Linked DNA regions of Mus musculus: region 2 is linked to region 1. A link is a contact called in public HiChIP or PLAC-seq data. All regions are on one chromosome and are shown on one strand. Each heading gives the region's core, a stretch centred on a gene start, on an enhancer-like site or on the middle of the called end of the contact. The rest is flanking DNA. Distances are from core to core; before and after follow the strand shown. Region 1 overlaps Pde4d (phosphodiesterase 4D, cAMP specific). Region 2 overlaps Pde4d (phosphodiesterase 4D, cAMP specific).

Region 1 (4,309 bases), core at 1,112-3,611:
CACATATGTTGATTGCTGCCCCTCCCCCAAACCAGAGCCCTCACCCCACGCCCAGAGTTCCCCAGGCAGAACTGTCTGCATCTCAGTCTCACTCATTGTGCTTTCCCTCCTGCCTTGTGAGTTCTTTGAAACGAGCAGTTACGCTTTACTGTGTTCCCCACGATTCACAAGGGCTAGAAAGTGAAAACGACCATTGACCAGATGAACAATCCCAACATAGAACGAATACATTCTGGAGACGAAGCGTTGTGCTCACCACTAACTTAAGCTCAGAACTGAACAGGGCTGTACTTGACCTTTGGCTTTGCCAGCTAAAGGAACCTTCAGCAGCATTCTATTCTTTCAACTAACAAAGTAGCCAAACCAGACTCAGACGAATCACAGTTGAATTGATTATGGCATGTCCTTTGTCTCTGCTGTTGTAATTCCACGTACAAGTACAGGTTCTACCAATTCCTGGTGAAAAAGTCAGGTAGTGTGTGTGTGTGTGTGTGTGTTTATAACTCAATTGTCTAAACAAAAGCCTGAGACAGCAATGCAAGCTATGAAGCAAGCAAGGAAGAAAATGGCTTCTTACTAGTCTATTAAATACTTCAGCTAATAAAAGAGCCATGCATACATGTCGTCAGACAAATCTCATTTTCACTAGGAGTCTTTTTATTAGGGAGGCAGGGTGCATAAATTAACTGTTTTAGCTTTAAAAAAAAGTCAGAATACCTAGGCATTCATTATATATATATATATATATATATATATATATAATTGTATATTATATATATATCAAATGTATAAGCAAAGGCCACCAAACAGCCTGTCTATAATCGTGAGCATGTGTAATCTTTATTAAATTTTCATTAAAGTTATTAAGCATGAAGCATCAGCAACATTTCAGGCACACCCAGAAAGAGCCCACTGAGCACTCCTCTGGAGTGACAGGTCCCTTGGCACTAGATTTTCTCTTACTACAGGACAATTTAAAAGGTGATACCAGAAAGCCAGTGATGAGGGGGCGGGGTTTCTCTGAAGATGGCTCGCTCTGCTGTGATCCTTATGCACTTTGCAGTTCATTGTCTCCTCAGCACCCAAGACGCTCTTACACAGGGATCTCATTTCTTGAAGGAAGCCCCACCATATATTATTTTAAATACATGTGAATATATAATATAGTATATTTTAATAAATAATATATCCTACTCTTTTTATCACGTATATGCATGGGACACAGAGACTAAAAAAGATCTAAATAATTACTAGTATCATTACTATCACACAAAAAAACAAAAAAACCCTACAACTTGGCTCCTTTTCTTTAATAAGGTGAAAGTGCTTAAGCAAATGGCCCACATCCTAAGAGAAACCATTGTTCTCTTAAATACCTTGGGTTGGTTGTGCTAACAACTTGTCAAGTAGACCTTCAGTTTTGCTTTATCCTTCAGAACAATGACAGCTGAAGACCGAGTTTCTTCCCGCTGTGTTTTGACTAACTAGCATTTGGATACTTCACTTTTAATCCTCGGGCTTCCTGACTGACAGAATTCTATTCAGAGTAAACATTCTTTTCTTGATGGGATCAAGAGCATCCAGGTTAAAATAGTTCTAAGTGGAATGGCCAGTGTTTTTTCTGGACCAGAACTCTGTGTACATGGCTTTCTGCCTGTCACTTTTCCTGTCCCCTCTACAGGGACAGAGGGAGTGTGTTGTTTTGATATAAGACCTTAGAGACAAAAGCAAAAGCCATTGTTTTAGGCTGGCTATCCCCCTACCTCTAGAATCACTACTAGATGTTATTCAAATAGCTCTAAATATGAAGGCATTTCCAGTGAGATATTGGCCCAAGACATTTTTGTGATTTTTAAGTCCATAATAGTCTAAAGCTACCTGCTACTCAGAAATTAACATTCTTTCATATTCCCTGTGGTGTCTTGTAAGCATACATTTCTTTAAACTTACTATTCTATCTAGTGTTTGCTTGTTTATGGTTGGGGGTCAGGGTTTAAGGCTTGGGCTCAGAGCAAGGATGAGGAGTTATTCCCAGTTCAGCCACAAAGTAGTGTTTTCTCTCAGCAGCCTTGGTTTTTCTCACATTTCCAATAAAGACATCCAAATAGATTTCCTTTGAGGTTTGTTGCTGCATGAAAATTCTCAATTGAATATGATTACATAAAGAAGATGATAATAGTAAACTTAAGAAGCGTAGTGCAGGTGATATTGAGGATGACAAGGTTCTGAGAGGTGGCTGCACTGCAGTTAACTTTCTTAACCTTGGTTTAAAATGAAAGGAACGTTCAAAAGTACTTTCTGTCCCGTCATCATGACTTGGTCCCCACACTCTCAGAGCTTGGGCATTTTTGCCTCTCTGCTGCCCTCTACTGGCCCCACATCCTCTTTGCTTCTGCTACGAGTAACTGGCTCCGGACCTAGGTTATACGTGATACAGGAAGCATTGAAAATGTGTGGGTGTTACCGCCTGGAACAAAAGCATCCCGAGACGTTCGGAGTGAGAAATGACAGAAGGCCACCGCAATCCTCTGTAACCTCCACTCTCCCGTGCCAAAACAGGGGTTAGGAACAAATGGGAAGCGAGGGGACAGAACTGCCCAACGGAATACTTGGGGAGCCACTTATGACCTGATGACCGGCCTTTACCCTTTCTGTAACTTATCTGCTTGCATTCTTGCAACGGTTCTGAGTGGCAGGTACTCATATCTCTGTTCTCTAGTTAGAAATTAAAGCTGGAGAGAATTGGGGTTCACCCTTGCAGGTTTTATCTGAAAGTGTCCCCACTGGCTTTGCAACAAAACAAAACAAACAAATAGACAAAAACTCCTTTCCACCCCTCCCAGGACGTGATCGTAAGGATAGATGAGCCCCAAGCGATGTGTCATCTTTTCTGGGTATCTCAAATCTCAGACAGTCAAGTATCAAGTCTCAACACCAGGATCATCACTGTTCTTGTTGGTAGCTTTTAGGTTTTTCAAGCGTACTTGTTTTTCTAGATTACTGAGAAAAGAGGCCTTTTCCCTGCCCATGTTCCCACCTCGGTTTGCAAAGCTTGGGAAGTAAATGAGACTTTCGTCAGTGGTGTGTGTGTGTGTGTGTGTGTGTGTGTGTGTGTGTGTGTGTGTGTGTTGTCTACAGTGGTCTGTAACAACGCAGCTGCTCTAAGCAGTTAATGACAGCTAATTAGTTTGCCATTCTAGATAAGCCCCAGGTCACAAACTAGTAAGAGGTACAAATGAGGCCTTCTTCACCATAATTGCCTAATTCCAGCAGATAATGATTTCCTCTCAGTGTTATGTAAAAATTGCAGAGACAACCCAGGGACTGCTTCAGTTCTGTGACCTTGAGTGAATAGACTCTCCCTTGAGTTTGGTTTGGGCACCGGCAAAGTGCTGTGGGGGAGGGGAGGTACACTGACCACGGAGAAACCAAGATTGCTTGTTGGTCACGAATCATTCCACCAGTATCCTACATTGTTTTTTTTTTGGGGGGGGGGGAGATGGTCGCCCTACCTACAAGGTAGATACAAGTACCCTCAAGGCAAAAGCATCAGAGAAGAAAAGAACATTGCCTTCTACTCGCCCCCCCCCCACTATGATTTGCCTATTGTGCACGAAGGGGGTGGGGGAAGCTCCTCTCCAGAGGGCTGCACTGTGTGTCTGAGCAAGGGTCTCGGGTTCCATGGAGTTGCGCTCACTAAGAACTCCATGCATGTGCTCACAAAATATGCCCTCAGCACCCCCAGGAAGTAGCACAGAAAAGAGGGACCCATTCCACCCGTCCATCTTTGTTTCGCCCTTTATACTGAATCTGAGTTTCTAAACAAACCAAAACAACAAGAACAGAAAACAAAGAAACAAATAAAGCGAAATGAAACAAAACAAACAAAACAAAACAAAACAAAACAAAACAACAACAAACAATTTGTTCCTTGGAGAATTCATTTTAGTAGGGAGGAATTTCTACTATTATTCTTTTGATGACAATCAAGACCCAAAGTGGTGGACTGTACACATAATAAGCCAGGACCTTGTGACATCATCATAAGCAGATGAGACAGAGAGAACCAATAGCTTAATAGTTATTAAAATGTGACCCCCCCACACACACTTGATGGAATTCTCAAGGAAGAAAACATCCGTTTTTTTCAGAATCATCTGCAATGTGGTGACCACAGATAGAGCCAGCCAGCACATTGGTCAATACATGCTCATTTTTCCATAAAGTATATTCACTGAAAATCATGTAAGGGCCTCCTCTTCCTCTTCCTCCTCCTCGTCCTCCTCCTCCTCGTCCTCCTCCTCCCCCT
Region 2 (4,309 bases), core at 1,128-3,627, 64 kb before region 1:
TATGGTGCGTGTTGAATCTGACATTCTCAAAACTGTGCACATCATTACACAAAGGATGCTTTGGGCATTGATCTCATCTTCTTCATCTTCTCTAAGATTATGGTTGGCGATTGCTGTGATGCTCCTACCAGGAACCTTCTCAGCCAACTACAGTCCCCAGTCACGACTTACATGATAGATGTCGTTCTACACTACCGGGCTCTGTTCGTTATGTTACTTCAATTCCGTTTGAAACTTCTTGAAGGCAAGGCCAACAGTATGTTTATTTTGCACGATGCCCAACGTGTGTTGATTCTTCCAGGTTTCTTCACAATGCTTGCAGCATTCCAAAGCACTTTCCTTCCTTCCAGTGGTTCCTTCTTCTCTCTCAACCCCACCAAGTTTTAACTGAGATAAACTAAATGATCTCAGAAACCCACATCAAGGCCGGGCATTGGTGGTGCACGCTTTTAATCCCAGCACTCGGGAGGCAGAGGCAGGCGGATTTCTGAGTTCAAGGCCAGCCTGATCTACAAAGTGAGTTCCAGGACAGCCAGGGCTACACAGAGAAACCCTGTCTCAAAAGAAAAAAGAAAAGAAAAGAAAAGAAAAGAAAAGAAAAGAAAAGAAAAGAAAAGAAAAGAAAAGAAAAGAAAAGAAAAGAAAAGAAAAGAAACGCACATCATAGCAAACCTGTTTGCTTGTTTTGTTGAGGCAGGGTTTCTCTGTGCAGCCTGTGCTGCATGGAACTCTGTAGCTCAGGTTGATCTAGAACTCACAGAGCTCTGCCTGGCTCTGTCTACTCCCTAAGTGCTGGGATTAGAAATGTGCACACCATGGCCCAACACAGCAAACTATTATTATACCTTTTTGATATATATATGTATATATGTATATATATACATATATATATATGTATGTATGTATGTATGTATGTATAAACTTAGATGTGCCTTGATCTATGCTCACACTTACTCTTTTCCTGACCATCTCCCATTTGTATTTTATAGATTATACAATATCCATAAACTGATACAGTTACCTCTCTTTCCACAGGTCTGACTTTTTTGAATATGCTGATAACCTCCACCCAATTGCCCTTCTTTCTTTCCTTTATGGAGAGGTTCCATGTGAGAAATGGTTTTGTGTTTTGTTTTGTCTTATTTAAATCAATGGGCTCCTATTTCCTGATGGTTCCCCCTTCCCTTGTGCACTCATGAGCCAACTTCCCTGTGCACTCATGAGCCAACTTCATCAGATCATAAGGTTCCCACCGGTGGGATGTGCTGGACTTTGAGTCTCCACTTACATCAGGGACTAAAGACAAGAGTGATGTTGGCTCTGATTGTCTGCTAGCCCAGTTTGGGTTTTGGTACATTCTTTTTGCAAAAAGAATTGCCTTGATGAGTGATTTTTTGCTGTGTGTGTGTGTGTGTGTGTGTGTGTGTGCATGTGTGACACCAAGATTATTCATTGTTTATAACAGCTCATATAGGCTCCAAGGTAGAAGTTAATTATTATCCATGGGAAATTCTGCAAACTTGATGTTAACTCTCTGCATGCTCCCACTCTTGCTCCTGCTCTCTGGAGTTTGGAGTGTCCCGAGCTCACAATTGTGTTCACTCCCACTCCAAGCATCTGATGCACTTGGACCAGCTGATGATTTGGTGAGAGGGTGCTCATCAGTGTGTGTGACACCAATCTAAATAATCTTCAATCATTATTGAGCATCTAACTGCTTGCCATTATAGATTTTATGTTATCTGATTCTATGTCCACAGTGGCTAGATAATCCTTAGATATAAATATTATCATATCTCTTTCCTCCCTTTCAGTTACTCTTTAAGGCCTACAGTTACCCATTCTGTAGGAAATCCTGTCTCTCTCCCTGGAAACTCTCTCTCCAAAGTGTCTCAAAACCTCAGAGAATGTTCAGCTGTCAAAATATAATTTCATTCTAAACTTGTGGAGGTGAAAGAATGGCCAATTAGCACACAAGTTTCTCTGTGTTTGTCATGGACTATCTGCATATTTCCCTGTCCATGGCAAAGGTCTCCCAGACGTCTAGGATGACACAACCCTGGGCTTCAATATTGCAGATCTTTTGATGGAAATCAGTTATTCCATACAAATCAGTCTTGCTCAGCATAGTTAGAGGCATTCACTGAGCTGGGGTCCCACTTGCCCCAGCCCTACCCCCACCACAGCATTATGCCATCTAGGGATTGTCACATCACTATGCTCTCTAGATAATAGCATGGATTATTCCCTGAATACATGCTAATGGCATCATCCCCTTATCACTAAAGCAGACCAAACGTTGAGGAAGGGTTTAGTCTCTGGTCCCAAAACTCCTGCCTTTCTTGGGTGATTTGCCTCTCTCCCTAATGACGTCATCAGAGGGCAGTTCCTTTTATCCCCTTTGTTGTATGACTATAGGTACAATATTTACATAACTGTGGGAGCCCACTAAATGACCTTTGTACAAATAATACATGCTTAAACCTCCTGCAGGATTTTCAATAATAAAGTCCCAGGGAAGTAGAGATTTAGGATCTCTCCCTGTGTGGTTACTCTCATATTCATGAAAATGCTTATTGTACTATGTAAGGGTCATTTCCCCCAAATTCTTTTACTTTAGGGCTAATTATAAGGACAAGGTGAGGTTAGGCCAATTGAAACTCTGGTCCTAAGTGCCCTTTCCTCACAGATCAAGGGCATAGCCACTCTAATGATCAAGTATTCAAAAAGAAAGAAGGAAAGCTTTGCTCAACCAATCCAATAAGACAAAAAAGAGATTCATTGAGAGGTAAATATTTGACATTCCAGAGTCATATTTGGGGATGAATACAAGAATAACGTTTCAATTAAATGACAAAGTCAGCCATGGTGTTGTTTGGTTGGTTTTTTTTCCCCACCCTATGTTTATTTAAATATAAGGGAATGCTCAGTATTAACATGAAAATGTACCCATCTAGTTGAGTTTCCTATAATACAATTAGAATGCATGCCTGTCCTGCCTGTGCCTCTAAAACCCAGATGCAGCTTACAATCAATGCCATCTTGAATTTGACAAAATGAACTTAGTAATCAGACTTCTCAATTGAATCAAATGACTACTTTAAAAAAGCAAATGCAGATAATCTGGAAATCGCCCAAGCACGGAGGTCGAAACCCCAGGATCAGATGTGAACTTACAACTCTGTGTGATATTAAATCTGACATAGACAATAGCATTATCCCCTCCAATGGGATGTAAGCTGTCAGCTGCAGGTGACAGTAGAACCCATGGAACTCTCATCCAGTGTGTTTAGCATATATGGGAGACGTGGGGTACCCCATCATTACAGCCGGGGGGGGGGGAGGAGTCTCAAAACATAATAGAGGGAAACACGTCAGAGTCATTAAGTTCCTGGCTTCTGACTCCATGCATGCCAAAGCAGTTGCTAACTGGGATTCTGTTTCCACAGTGGCTGAGTGATGGGAAGAAAGTGAACCCAACAGACAAATAGGACATTTCTCAGTAGCCTTCTCACTGCAAAGTACTTGGTGATCTTGTACTTGGATGTTCTTGGGTTCTGGGTGTCTGCAATGGTACCCCTCTAATTGGGTTCTGAGAAAACCAACTTTCTAAACCTAGGGAGCCAAGTACAATTGCTCAGAGGGTCTATTACATGTCTAAGCTACTTAAGTGGACAATTTATCAGGTCAAAAGAAGTGAAGAATTAAGGGTAATTAGGTCAAAATTGCCAACTGGCAGTCCTTAAGCCAAAGCTGGCCCACAGATGTGGACTATTTGGCTCACACACATTGTTTAAAAATTGGGAAAGCTCACATTAAATTTCACATTTCTTTTCTCAAAGAGAAAGAAGAAAGAAAGGTTTGACAAAGGGAACCACGCTCTCTGCTCAATTAGCCCTACCTTCAGCCAATCAGAAGCTGCCTCCATGGAACAGGCTGCTTCTGCCATCTGCCCATGGTCCCCAGACCTTACAGTCCACAGCGTCTCCCTTTATAATTCTCATCTGGCCTCGGCACATTTGAGCTTAAGAACCAATGTCCTTTAATACTAATTTTCATGAAATAGATAATTCATGCTCGTGAAAGCCTTTTCACAGAAATAGATAATTTTGGTGATTTGAGTCAAAGGAATTACTTGAAAACGAACTCTACTTTCTACCATTACAGCCATCATCATGGAGAATAGAGAGTGTTCAAAACAGGACACAGGTGTGGGTGGAATAGAAAGATTATCAGACGGGGCTTCTAATGAGTAGCTGGACCTGCCACAGTAAATATTTAATCCCCGAATCTGTTACACGGGAATAGT

Evidence for each region. HiChIP or PLAC-seq counts read pairs in DNA pulled down with a chosen protein or histone mark.
Region 2: a contact with region 1 is called in an H3K27ac HiChIP or PLAC-seq map of embryonic stem cells, with 15 read pairs. The contact joins two enhancer-like sites. A contact is called at or near these places in 10 of 484 Hi-C or Micro-C datasets (CD4 T cells, CD8 T cells, Th1 cells and 4 more) and 6 of 115 datasets of contacts at active chromatin or transcription factors (CD8 T cells, embryonic fibroblasts and embryonic stem cells).

The regions. Positions count from the first base shown.
Region 1 is chr13:109,774,348-109,778,656 of GRCm38.p6, reverse strand. All of the region lies in intron 7 of Pde4d (phosphodiesterase 4D, cAMP specific), which reads right to left. Among named protein-coding and RNA genes, the nearest start is that of Mir1904, 130 kb to the left of the region's middle. Within about 2 kb of position 2,361, at least 125 of the 459 cell types and tissues checked have an H3K27ac peak or open chromatin away from gene starts, as enhancers often do. A contact at or near this core is called in embryonic stem cells and muscle stem cells, where this site is marked.
Region 2 is chr13:109,838,554-109,842,862 of GRCm38.p6, reverse strand. The region is part of intron 7 of Pde4d (phosphodiesterase 4D, cAMP specific); the gene reads right to left. Among named protein-coding and RNA genes, the nearest start is that of Mir1904, 63 kb to the left of the region's middle. Within about 2 kb of position 2,377, at least 6 of the 459 cell types and tissues checked have an H3K27ac peak or open chromatin away from gene starts, as enhancers often do. A contact at or near this core is called in embryonic stem cells and muscle stem cells, where this site is marked.